Linked DNA regions of Mus musculus: regions 2 and 3 are each linked to region 1. The links are chromatin contacts, called in public Hi-C maps. All regions are on one chromosome and are shown on one strand. Each heading gives the region's core, a stretch centred on a gene start, on an enhancer-like site or on the middle of the called end of the contact. The rest is flanking DNA. Distances are from core to core; before and after follow the strand shown. Region 1 has its middle 390 kb from the start of Gm30904. Region 2 has its middle 35 kb from the start of Gm30904. Region 3 has its middle 69 kb from the start of Gm30904.

Evidence for each region. A called contact is a pair of places that touch in the nucleus more often than the background predicts.
Region 2: a Hi-C map of cortical neurons shows a contact between it and region 1. The contact joins two enhancer-like sites. A contact is called at or near these places in 4 of 484 Hi-C or Micro-C datasets (cerebral cortex, cortical neurons and forebrain).
Region 3: a Hi-C map of cortical neurons shows a contact between it and region 1, with 4 times the contacts expected there. The contact joins two enhancer-like sites. A contact is called at or near these places in 4 of 484 Hi-C or Micro-C datasets (cerebral cortex, colorectal tumor organoids and cortical neurons).

What each region holds. Positions count from the first base shown.
Region 1 is chr2:7,952,494-7,956,383 of GRCm38.p6, reverse strand. No RefSeq gene overlaps it. Among named protein-coding and RNA genes, the nearest start is that of Gm30904, 390 kb to the left of the region's middle. Within about 2 kb of position 1,928, at least 4 of the 459 cell types and tissues checked have an H3K27ac peak or open chromatin away from gene starts, as enhancers often do. A contact at or near this core is called in cortical neurons, where this site is marked.
Region 2 is chr2:8,378,233-8,382,122 of GRCm38.p6, reverse strand. No RefSeq gene overlaps it. Among named protein-coding and RNA genes, the nearest start is that of Gm30904, 35 kb to the right of the region's middle. Within about 2 kb of position 1,677, at least 8 of the 459 cell types and tissues checked have an H3K27ac peak or open chromatin away from gene starts, as enhancers often do. A contact at or near this core is called in cortical neurons, where this site is marked.
Region 3 is chr2:8,274,534-8,278,423 of GRCm38.p6, reverse strand. No RefSeq gene overlaps it. Among named protein-coding and RNA genes, the nearest start is that of Gm30904, 69 kb to the left of the region's middle. Within about 2 kb of position 1,958, at least 10 of the 459 cell types and tissues checked have an H3K27ac peak or open chromatin away from gene starts, as enhancers often do. A contact at or near this core is called in cortical neurons, where this site is marked.

The DNA.
Region 1 (3,890 bases), core at 679-3,178:
TTCTCAATGAAACAAAATTTGGAGACAGGGAAAAGATAAAAGATGAGTGTGTTCAAGGCCTTGAAGTGGAGGATTGACAGAGCTCAGAGGATAGGTAGATAGATGATAGATAGATAGATAGATAGATAGATAGATAGATAGATAGATAGATAGATAATAGGTAGATAGATGCATAGATATATAGATGATAGATACATACATACATACATATATTCATATAGATAGATACATAGATACATAGGTAAACACATAGATAGATTCATAGATACATAAATAGATACATAAATAGATGAATAAATAATCTAGTCAAGACAGGGACTTTGAAAATAACCATTATCAGTCAGAAGCAAGAAGCAGCCCATCTCCTAAATGATTTTAAAGCCTCAGCTCTTGAGGGAGATGTTAAGCATCCAGTTATAGCCGAAGAGGCCATAGAAAATGAACCTATCCCTCCTGACCCATCTTCTACCTATCCTTACCTCCTTTTCTCCTGGAAAACAAAACCAACACTTGTTTTCTGATAACTTTCATTATTTTTCTGGAATGTTCATTCCAGCAGTGATTCAGTATAATGAACATGGTCCACCCTTCTTAAAATAAATGATAGGATTACACTTGACACGACATCATTTCCATGTAATTTGTCCCTATTTTCGGTAACACTTTCAAACATTGGTAACCACATCTATAATGCATAGGTGCTTCCTAGCTGTGTGCACATGAACTCTTTACTTCATAAAAAGACACATACTAGTTAGCCACCATGGGTACAATTATGTAGAAGTCATCTTCCACAGACCATTTTCAGTGAATTAAAAACAACCCCATTTAAAACAATCTCCTGAGAGCTTATAAAATTCTCTCCATCTCTGAGAAACTTGAAAAGTAACAAGCAATTCATTGCCCTTCTCTGAGGGGGTCACTAAGCAAACGATCACAGAGGCTCAGGGGTCTGCCTTCTGATCTGGTTAAAGAGCTTCAATCAAGGAGACCCTGTCACAGAAGCAGAACCAGAAGCTAGAAATGTGACTGCTGAGAGGTTTCCCTGACAGCACACAGGAGAGAGAACATTTTTACTGAAATTTCAAAGGTTAGAAAATGGATTTTGAAGCCAAAGACATAGTGTATGCAAAAGTTTCTTTTTTTAACTCTATGCTGAACAAGTCAGTACATGTTGGAGCGATGCAACAATCACTGTTGTCACACACTTCAGAGGCCAAATCATGTTTCTTATAAAGCAGCATAATAGTCATCTTTGCTAGCATTGAGAGAGAGAGAGAGAGAGACAGAGACAGAGACAGAGAGAGAGACAGAGAGACAGAGACAGAGAGAGACACAGAGAGAGAGAGAGACAGAGAAAGAGAGAGAGACAGAAAGAGAGAGAGAGATTAAATTTGAATGTCTAACATAATTTTTACAAAAAGAAACTCTTTTCATGGGATATGTTTTAGTTGATAAGTGAACCTTAATTTGTACTTTATTGATTTTCTTTGAGACAGAGTCCCATGTATCCCAGGTTTTCTTCAAGTCTACTATATAGTTAAACTTGATTTTAAAGGTCTGCTCCCTCGGTCTTCACCTCCCAGGTGCTGGCATTATAGGCACATCTACCACACCCAATGCTGGATACCAAAATAGTGGCTTCCTGTGCACTAGGCAAACATTCTCCCTACTAGGCAATATGCCTATCCATTTATTTCATATTTCTATGTCCTGAAACTTCATCGTGTGTATATGTGTGTGTGTGTGTGTGTGTGTGTGTGTGTGTGAAATAGGATTACATTACCAAGTTTCAAAAGTAATCCATTGTGACATTCCCTTGCTTGTTTTTCGTATTTTGAGAGTAAAAAGCCACTTCTAGAGGCACTGCATTTGCATTCTCTATGAGATGGTATTTTATAGATATGAAGAAAGTCTTCCAAAAATGTTAAGGGAAAAGATGACTCTCATCTTGTGACGTTCTTGGCATTTGCTTGTGAGATTTCTTGATGGCCCTGTACCATCAGAGACAGCTGCTTTGGTAAAAACTTAAGAAGAATGTCTTTATTCTCAGTAACAGAAAGAGACCATCAAAAGTTAAGATGAAAATGTGGTTTTGCTGCAGTCTGGCAAACTGCAAACTTTGTGAGCATAAAAATATTTGGTGTTCAGGTCCACCTGTGCAAAACATGGATGTCCATTAAACATTTCCCCAACAACTATAATGAACAAAAAAAATTATCATACTCAGAAAAGTAAAGGGAGCACATATACATGGGTTAATTCTCTGTTATACTTTTTAAATAAGCATATTGCTTCTGCCAGAGTGACAGTAGTTATAAGAGGGCATCATCTGCCAACTAGTAGAGATCATAATTCTGTCTCCCCCCTATATTAGTTAATCATTTTACAAAACCTGGAGATTTTTATAGTCACTATATGAGAAATATTTTAAGCTGACATTCTTTAAGTGGCAAGTTGTTTCCTTAATATGAGTTTTGCTCCCTGCTCCAAAAATGTTTTAAGAAAATATGATTTTATCATCATTTTATTTTGCTTAATGTGAATGATTTCAATGCAATTGAATTGAAAGCCTTGTCTTCTTGTACTGCTTTGCTTTGAGGAATTCCAGTGAACTTTGCTGCCATCTTTGTATGGTAAGTTTCTGCATAATCTCTATTTGAATTTACCGTACATAAAGGCAATGAGCTAACAGGTTATTGCAGAAAGCCATGAATAGATTGTTACTACATAATACATTTCTGTCATGAACACTAAGTTCGTATATTTTTCTGTTTGTCCATGTATGAATGTTTTCTTTAAGGTTCCGAGAAAAGACAGGGTGTCCTGTGCCTCCTACAAATTCTCTCATTCATCACTAGTCTTATTGAAACCAGAGCAGAGAGGCAAGCTGGAGGGCTGACAGGATACTGAATGGAAGACACCCTAAATGAAAAAAATCTCATTGTGGAAGCTGTAGTATGCCACAGTGTGTCCCATAGTAAATCCTGTTCAAACTTCTTGGCTTGCTAATGTTCACTGTTATTAAGTCTTGGCCTAGTTTGAGGATCTTTACTAGGACTGCTCTTGGATATCCTGTTGTTGCCCTGTGTCCTAGAGATCCTGAATTTCTTGATGTGCAGGACTGTCCCCTTCACCCACTCCAGCAGTTCATAGATGGCATAGATGTTGGATTGAGGCGACTCAGAGCTCCAGATCTGGGCCTAGGTAGAATCTGAGCTGGTTAGCTGCCATCTCTCCAGTATCACATCACCAGGGCAGGCTCTCTAGCACTGCTCCAGCTTGCTTGCCCACTGCCAAATAGTCAGAGCCCAGTGATCAGAGCCAGCTCTAATGCTCTGATCACTTGTATCCTTGCCAGCAGAGCCAGCTCTACTGTGATGCCCAGGCAAGGTACAGGGCCCACTCTCCTGAGTGCTGCAGCCAGTAAGGGACAGGAGCAGCTCTCCCACTTGCCACAGATGGCAAGGGGGTAGGGGAGAGCAGAATATCTCTCACCTTACCACCACATGACAGATAAGTGTCAGGGATCGCCCACTCTCATACCTTCAGGGCCTGCTCATCCACAACTCCCACTGTCAGAGACAGCTCTACTGTGCTTCCTGGGCAACGTGGGGCCCTGCTCTACAGAATACTGTAGATGGCATGGGGCAGGGACATCTCTCCTGTTATGCCAAGATGAGGGGTGGGGCCAGTTCTACACATCCCTCATTCACATGGCCCCAAACAGCAGACCAGATCATTGAAGTGCACCTGGCCTTTGGGGGTAGCAGACAGTTGCTGCTTCAGGTCCCTGGGCCCAGACATGACTTTCAGTGAGCATGAGCCAGGAACACATAATGACCTTAGGCCAAATATTTGGCTACTCATATCAGGCTGTTTTTCACTGC
Region 2 (3,890 bases), core at 428-2,927, 430 kb before region 1:
CTAGACTCTGTTCTTTAAAGACTCTGTTCTTTACCCCCCCCCCCCACACACACACACAAACGCAGTGCACATGTATACATACAAGCAAAATACTCATACACATAGAAAATGAAAATGAATACTGACAAAAAGGAAGGAGTGAAATCTTGGGAGCCATGCATTTCTTGGTTACATTTCAAGTTTATGTCTCAGCTATAAGAGGAGAGGGAGAGAGAGATGACACAGTGATTATCGGAACATACTGTTCTTGCAAAGGACCCTAGTTCAGTTCTCAGCACTCATATATGGTATCCAGACCCACCTGTAACTTCAACTCCACAGATTTTGATGCTAAAGTAGATAGAAAATATTTAATTCAGTTAGGTGACTGTGGGAATAATTTGAATAAGAAATTGAGTAAATTAATTCATTTTCAGTGTGGTTACAAATATTTGTTTTAGAATAAAATTTTATTCCAAATTGTCTCTCATACAATGTCTTTTCTATCTCTCCCTTACCCTCTCTAGTGCTCTCTCTCTGTCTCTGTCTCTGTCTCTCTGTCTCTCTCTCTCTGTGTATGTAAGTGTATTCACATTTCTTTAGAAATGTCATGTTATAGATTTCATTTTAAATATTGTCTACAGTGAAAAAAATAAAATCATACTTAACTCTAAGTCCTAGAAAAAAAGCCCTACATTTATATACAAGAAAACCTTTTATATACAAGTAGTACATCTAAGACTCAACAACCCATCTGTTACTAGGAAACTTGTTGACTTGTCATCCAATGCAGAATAGTAACATAATATAGTTGGAATGTAGTTCTGCCTAACATGATGTCTATGTAACTTCTACCACTATTGAATGGAAGATTCCAAAGTAGGGTGATGATGCAGGTATCAGATAAGGAACAGGTTGGTTCTCTTTCTATGGTTCTAATCTCTCCAACAAAGCCAGCTGATACTTCAGTTTGAGCCACTACTTTCCCTGAAGTTTCCCATACAACACTATAAACCTTTCAGAGTTGCTTTGTTATGTTAGAAGAGGCCAGAATAAAAGAAGCCTCAGCCCCTTCTTCTTATATACATTTCCTTTCCCTTTAAAAACCAGTTGCCCTTTTTGTACTTTATTTCAAAATGTTTCCCCAGTTTAACATTTCCTGGTAACAGATGGGTTCTTGAGTCTTAGATGTACTACTTGTATATAAAGGGTTTTCTTGTATATAAATGTAGGGCTTTTTTCTAGGACTTACAGTTAAATATGATTTTATTTTTTCACTGTAGACAATATTTAAAATGAAATCTATAACATGACATTTCTAAAGAAATGTGAATACATTTACATACACATAATTGTACTGAAACATCAGTACAATTGAAAATCTATGACCAGATAAACAGAAATTTATCCAATCTGTGATTGTTCCCCATAACTCTGATTCTTTATTGCATAAGGATCAAGTTGTATGTATGAAATATAACTAAAATTGTAATTGAGTAAATCACATCTAACAATAAACAGAATAACAGAATTATAAGCAATAAGATGCATTTTGAAGGGGAAAAAGGAAAGAAAAACCTAGCCTGCTAATGTTCAGTATCATCTTAGCATTGTATCTAGGAGAGTATTGGTCATAGAAGGAAGGGCCTATGGTGTTGCAGAAGATGCACAGTCATTACCTGGGTGATGATGGACCATAGAGGGAGCTGTTGCTCAAGGCATGGCAACCCATTTAGCATTACAGTGAAATTTTCACTGAAACAGAGTACTTTTAAAGCCTCACTTCTAAAACCTAAATTTATAGCTGAAATGTGAAGTAAAATGTCAGCGAGGTTGGTATTTTTGGAAGGAAATTATAATAAAAATTATCTCTCACCTTTTTGCTGAGAAATTTTTTCATGGGAAAAAATGTCTTTTATTATTCCAAACAAAAATATCTTTAAGAAGATGGAAATAATTCTGCATTGTTTTTGCCTGACATTGTACCCACTTTCATACTGATGGGATTTATTGGAAAGAACATAATCTTTAAATTTGAATTACATATACCTGTAGCAACTATATAAATTATCTTCAAAGCACCGACTTTTAAAATCATTTCATGGTATTTGGAAATCATAAATTTATGAATTAAGTGATAGTTGGCAGAGAAAAAACATGTTGCAGTAGGTCAAAATCATGGTGATTTATGGTTCTATAATCATCATAAAAATTCATTACACATATAAGACAAAGAAACATTTGGCTGGTGACAGAAACTGAAGACAAACAGCTTTCTGAAGTAATTGAACGTATAATCTGAATGTGTGCCACCTGGTTAGTTGAGAATTAGCCAACATGAATAATAACACTTCTTAAGAATGTACCCCATCAATTAGTATTAAAATGTGAGCTGCCACATGGATTGACACATTATGTGACAAAACTTAAAATAGCTTGTAAACTAGTATTCTCATGAAAGTCCTCGCCAGTGCCCCGAGGTAAACATAAATTCTATGATTGTGGACAACAGCTAAGACATCATTATTAATAGTCTTGTATTTTCTGTTGCAATTCAGAGGAGCATCTGAGAAGTGCACACAAAGCTTCCAGAAGACATAAACTTCAACTGCGTATGCCCTAGTGTCTTGATAGTTGAGGAACTTTGGAAGCATCATTTTTTTATTTTGTTTATTTTTTATTAGGTATTTATTTCATTTACATTTCCAATGCTATCCCAAAAGTCCCCTACCCACTCACTCCCACTTCTTGGCCCTGGCGTTCCCCTGTACTGAGGCAGATAAAGTTTGCATGACCAATGGGCCTCTTTCCACTGATGGCCAACTAGGCCATCTTTTGATACATATGCAGCTAGAGACACAAGCTCTGGGGGGGTACTGGCTAGTTCATATTGTTGTTCCACCTATAGGGTTGCAGACCCCTTTAGCTCCTTGGGTACTTTCTCTAGCTCCTCCATTGGGGGCCCTGTGATCCAGCCAATAGCTGACTGTGAGCATCCACTTCTGTGTTTGCTAGGCCCCGGCTTAGTCTCACAAGAGACAACTATATCTGGGTCCTTTCAGCAAAATCTTGCTAGTGTATGCAATGGTGTCAGCATTTGGAGGCTGATTATGGGATGGATCCCGGGATATGGAAGTCTCTAAATGGTCCATCCTTTCGTCTCAGCTCCAAACTGTGTGTCTGTAACTCCTTCCATGGGTGTTTTGTTAAACTGTATTCTCGTTCTTTGCTTGTTTGTTTGTTTACTTTAGGCATGCCAGATGTGTCGTCATTGACAGTTAGCTTCCGAGTGCAAAAGCTCTGTGATGTGGGCCGCATTGTTTTGCTAATCATCTTTCCATATTAGTAGAGAAAGGGCAGCTTTATGCTCCATTTATGATGTGACATTTTGATGATTTCTCATTAAAGCTCTCTGAAGGCTGTTATGTAGTCTTGTATATATACGTGTGTGCGTGTGTATGTATGTGGGTGTAATTATTGAAGAGAATATTAAATAAGAATATATGAGACATATGAGACATGAGATAGTCTTATTAAATGAGGATATCTTACGCGCGTTCGCAACCGGCCAGGAAAGACGCAACAAGCCAGAATCTTCTGCAGCAAAGCTTTATTGCTTACTCAGGAGCAAGAGAGGAAGAGCGTGGCAGAGAGAGGCAGAGAGAAAGAGAGAGAGAGAGGCAGAGAGAGAGGCAGAGAGAGGGGCAGAGAGGGAGAGAAAGAGACGAAGAGGCGAAGAGACGAAGAGGCGAAGAGGCGAAGAGGCGAAGAGAGGGAGTGCCAGAACCCTGTGCCTTTTAAGGAGAATTATCCTCCACGTAGGACGTGTCACTCCCTGATTGGCTGCAGCCCATCGGCCCAGTTGTCATCACGAGAAAGGCAGAGCACATGGCGGGAAAACTGCCCCTGCA
Region 3 (3,890 bases), core at 709-3,208, 320 kb before region 1:
TCAGATCTGAATGAATACTCCTAAGATAAATGATAAAATCTACAAACATCTTTCAAATTTTGCCAGGATTACATGTACCTGCCACAGTACAATTGTGTGGATAGAGTTCTCTGTAATCATATTCCAAGATCAGTATATCTACTTCCATAATAAAAATGTAGTGGCATTCACCACTGTAAAATACCTCACAATATTATTTTACAAATATCCTTCCCTTAAGGATACAGACTTAGAAATATAACCTTGGCATAAAATTGCCTGCTTTAGAGGATCTGTTATAAGTGTCTTTTAAGAAGTATCTATATGGCTTAGCTCCAATAACTATGAAAATACTTTATATTCTTGCAAAAAAAGTTTTATTCTGGCACATTACATTACAGTAATGGCAAAGATTTCCCATTGCTTTTAGGCTTCTATAAGGCAAAGACAGGTAGCACTTGCAAGAGGAAACATGTCCAACTCATGGACAGAAGCTAAAGCTACAAATAAAAGACCTTTAGAAAAACACTCTCAGTGACCCAAACTTTATGTTTTAAAATCAGTAAAAGAGCATGAAGAAAAGACATTAGTGCTTTAGCAAGACTGATATGATCGAGCTCATCCTTTGCATGGAACAAGAAGCTCCTCTCACAGTGAAAGAGAAAAAAAAAGGAAGTTTCTTCCACAAGGGGAATTGTAAGATTTACCAGGCATTTCTTTTCTTTCTTTCTTTCTTTTAAATTAGATATTTTCTTCATTTACATTTCAAACGCTATCCCCTTTCCTAGTTTCCTCTCTGAAAGTCCCCTATACCCTCTTCCTACCCTGCTTCCCAACCCACCTACTCCTGCTTCAAGGTCCTGGCATTCCCCTGTACTGGGACATATAATCTTCGCAAGACCAAGCGACTTTCCTCCCATTAGCAGGCATTTCTGTACAGCAGGTCTCTTACTGAGGCATCTTTCTTCACAATCAGATCCTGAGATTCTCAGACTTGGGAAGAGAGCAGGAAGGTCATAGTACCAACACTAACTTGGACTTTGTCCTCTCTCTCTCTCTCTCTCTCTCTCTCTCTCTCTCTCTCTCTCTCTCTCTCTCTCCCTCTGTGTGTGTGTGTGTTTGTGTGTGTGTGTGTGTGTGTGTGTGTGTGTGTGTGTGTGTGTGTGTGTGTCTTTGCACCATATAAGTGTTCACATGTGTAGCCACATGTATGGAAGTGCGGTGGGTGCATATAGATATATTTATGTGAGTGTGGAAATAAGAGTTTGACACAAGATATCTTCCTCAATAGCACTCCATCTTATTTTTTAAGACAGGGTCTCTCACTGATTCTGGCTAGACTGGGTCCTAGCACTGGGTTTTTACCATCTCACTGCCATGGCCCACTTTTCTGTGGACCTTGAGATGTAACTCAGGTCCTTATGCTTGCACAATGTGAACTACTTTACTGCACTGCCTTCCTCACACTTTAGAGGTTGCCTTTTCTTTTAGAGATTTCAGATTCATATCAAAAGGACTTTTCTTTTGGTGTATGGCAACAAAACTGGGGTCAGACATCTGGGTCACAATCACTAACCATGTCCTATTGTAATCAGTCCCATACTGTCACATGTCAGGTGAATATGGTGTGTGCAGAATATGGGAAATGTTGGGCCAGGAAGGAGCCTGCACTAAGTATCTTCTCTGACAATCTTCTATTACTGAACAATGGATACAGAAGTTGTCTTAAATGTCAGCTGTGAGCTTAGATCTTCAGGCTTTAGAAATGACCATGAGGTTGTTGTAACTGGGCCAAGACTGGTGTGACCACTTGAAGCATGCTAATACCTCTCTTTGTCTTCAACCAACAGACAGTGGAGCTGGTACTTATTCAAGAAAGTGTTATGTGAGGAACAAAGTCTTTTTTACTGTCCTTGTGAGTGAGTCATTGAAAAGAAGTTTTGTGTAATGAGTCAGGCAAGACTAAGAGGTGATGCATCTCTTCATAATTCCCCAACTCTTTTAAAAATATGTCATTTTCTTTACTGATGCTGCACATAAGCAGGTAACCAGAATGTATTAATATATGTGGAGGGGAGGAAGAAAGTTGCAAATGGATGTCTGCGATGGTGAGTCATGGTGTGGCTAATACAGGGTATATTATGTTCTTTTCCTCTTTAGATGGACACTAATGGCAGAAGAACCATCTGCCTCTTTGATGCTAACTGTCCTAAATCTAAAAGGAGCTGTTTATTTAAAATAAAGACCATCATCCTGAGATCATAATAATCAGAGTGTGGGATGGCTGGATCCTAGGCAAGAAACATAAAAAGATCTCTATAACATTCAGAGATGTACATGACATCTGTGCTTTTTTTTTTTTTTTTTTTTTTTGCAGATTTAAATTATATAGTCAGACTTGGCTTCAAATTCCAGCTCCAAAACTAGGTACAATGTGGTCTTAAAAATTACATAACTGTTCTAACTTTGATTTTACCATCAGCAAAGTGATTCTGCTAGTGTCCCCTCAGTACTGTGGGGTAAAGTGCACTGGAGTGGCCAGCAATAGTCTAGTAGACAGTCAATGAATTTCCTGCCATGTCAGTAAAATTTTCAACATTATTAAGCTAACCACAATGTATTCACTGAAGGATGTGTGAGTATATAATCCCTTTTTTAAAAATCCTCATCCTGAGAAGGATGAAACATTTGAATGTGTTTTACTTCCTGAACTCCATGAAAACTAGAGAGCTAACATATTTTAGATAGTCTATTCAGCCTGAGCCTTTATCTTAATTTGACTATTACTAGTATTACTAGCTGCATTGCTTCAGAGAAAGTGCTAGATTTTTTTTCCATTTTTAATTAGGTATTTAGCTCATTTACATTTCCAATGCTATACCAAAAGTCCCCCATACCCACCCACCCCCACTCCCCTACCCACCCACTCCCCCTTTTTGGCCCTGGCATTCCCCTGTACTGGGGCATATAAAGTTTGCGTGTCCAATGGGCCTCTCTTTCCAGTGATGGCCGACTAGGCCATCTTTTGATACATATGCAGCTAGAGTCAAGAGCTCCGGGGTACTGGTTAGTTCATAATGTTGTTCCACCTATAGGGTTGCAGATCCCTTTAGATCCTTGGCTACTTTCTCTAGCTCCTCCATTGGAAACCCTGTGATCCATCCATTAGCTGACTGTGAGCATCCACTTCTGTGTTTGCTAGGCCCCGGCATAGTCTCACAAGAGACAGCTACATCTGGGTCCTTTCGATAATATCTTGCTAGTATATGCAATGGTATCAGCATTTGGATGCTGATTATGGGATGGATCCCTGGATATGGCAGTCTCTACATGGTCCATCCTTTCATCTCAGCTCCAAACTTTGTCTTTGTAACTCCTTCCATGGGTGTTTTGTTCCCAATTCTAAGGAGGGGCATAGTGTCCACACTTCAGTCTTCATTTTTCTTGAGTTTCATGTGTTTAGGAAATTGTATCTTATATCTTGGGTATCCTAGGTTTGGGGCTAATATCCACTTATCAGTGAGTACATATTGTGTGAGTTCCTTTGTGAATGTGTTACCTCACTCAGGATGATGCCCTCCAGGTCCATCCATTTGGCTAGGAATTTCATAAATTCATTCTTTTTAATAGCTGAGTAGTACTCCATTGTGTAGATGTACCACATTTTCTGTATCCATTCCTCTGTTGAGGGGCATCTGGGTTCTTTCCAGCTTCTGGCTATTATAAATAAGGCTGCTATGAACATAGTGGAGCATGTGTCCTTCTTACCAGTTGGGGCATCTTCTGGATATATGCCCAGGAGAGGTATAGCTGGATCCTCCAGTAGTACTATGTCCAATTTTCTGAGGAATTGCCAGACTGATTTCCAGAGTGGTTGTACAAGCCTGCAATCCCACCAACAATGGAGGAGT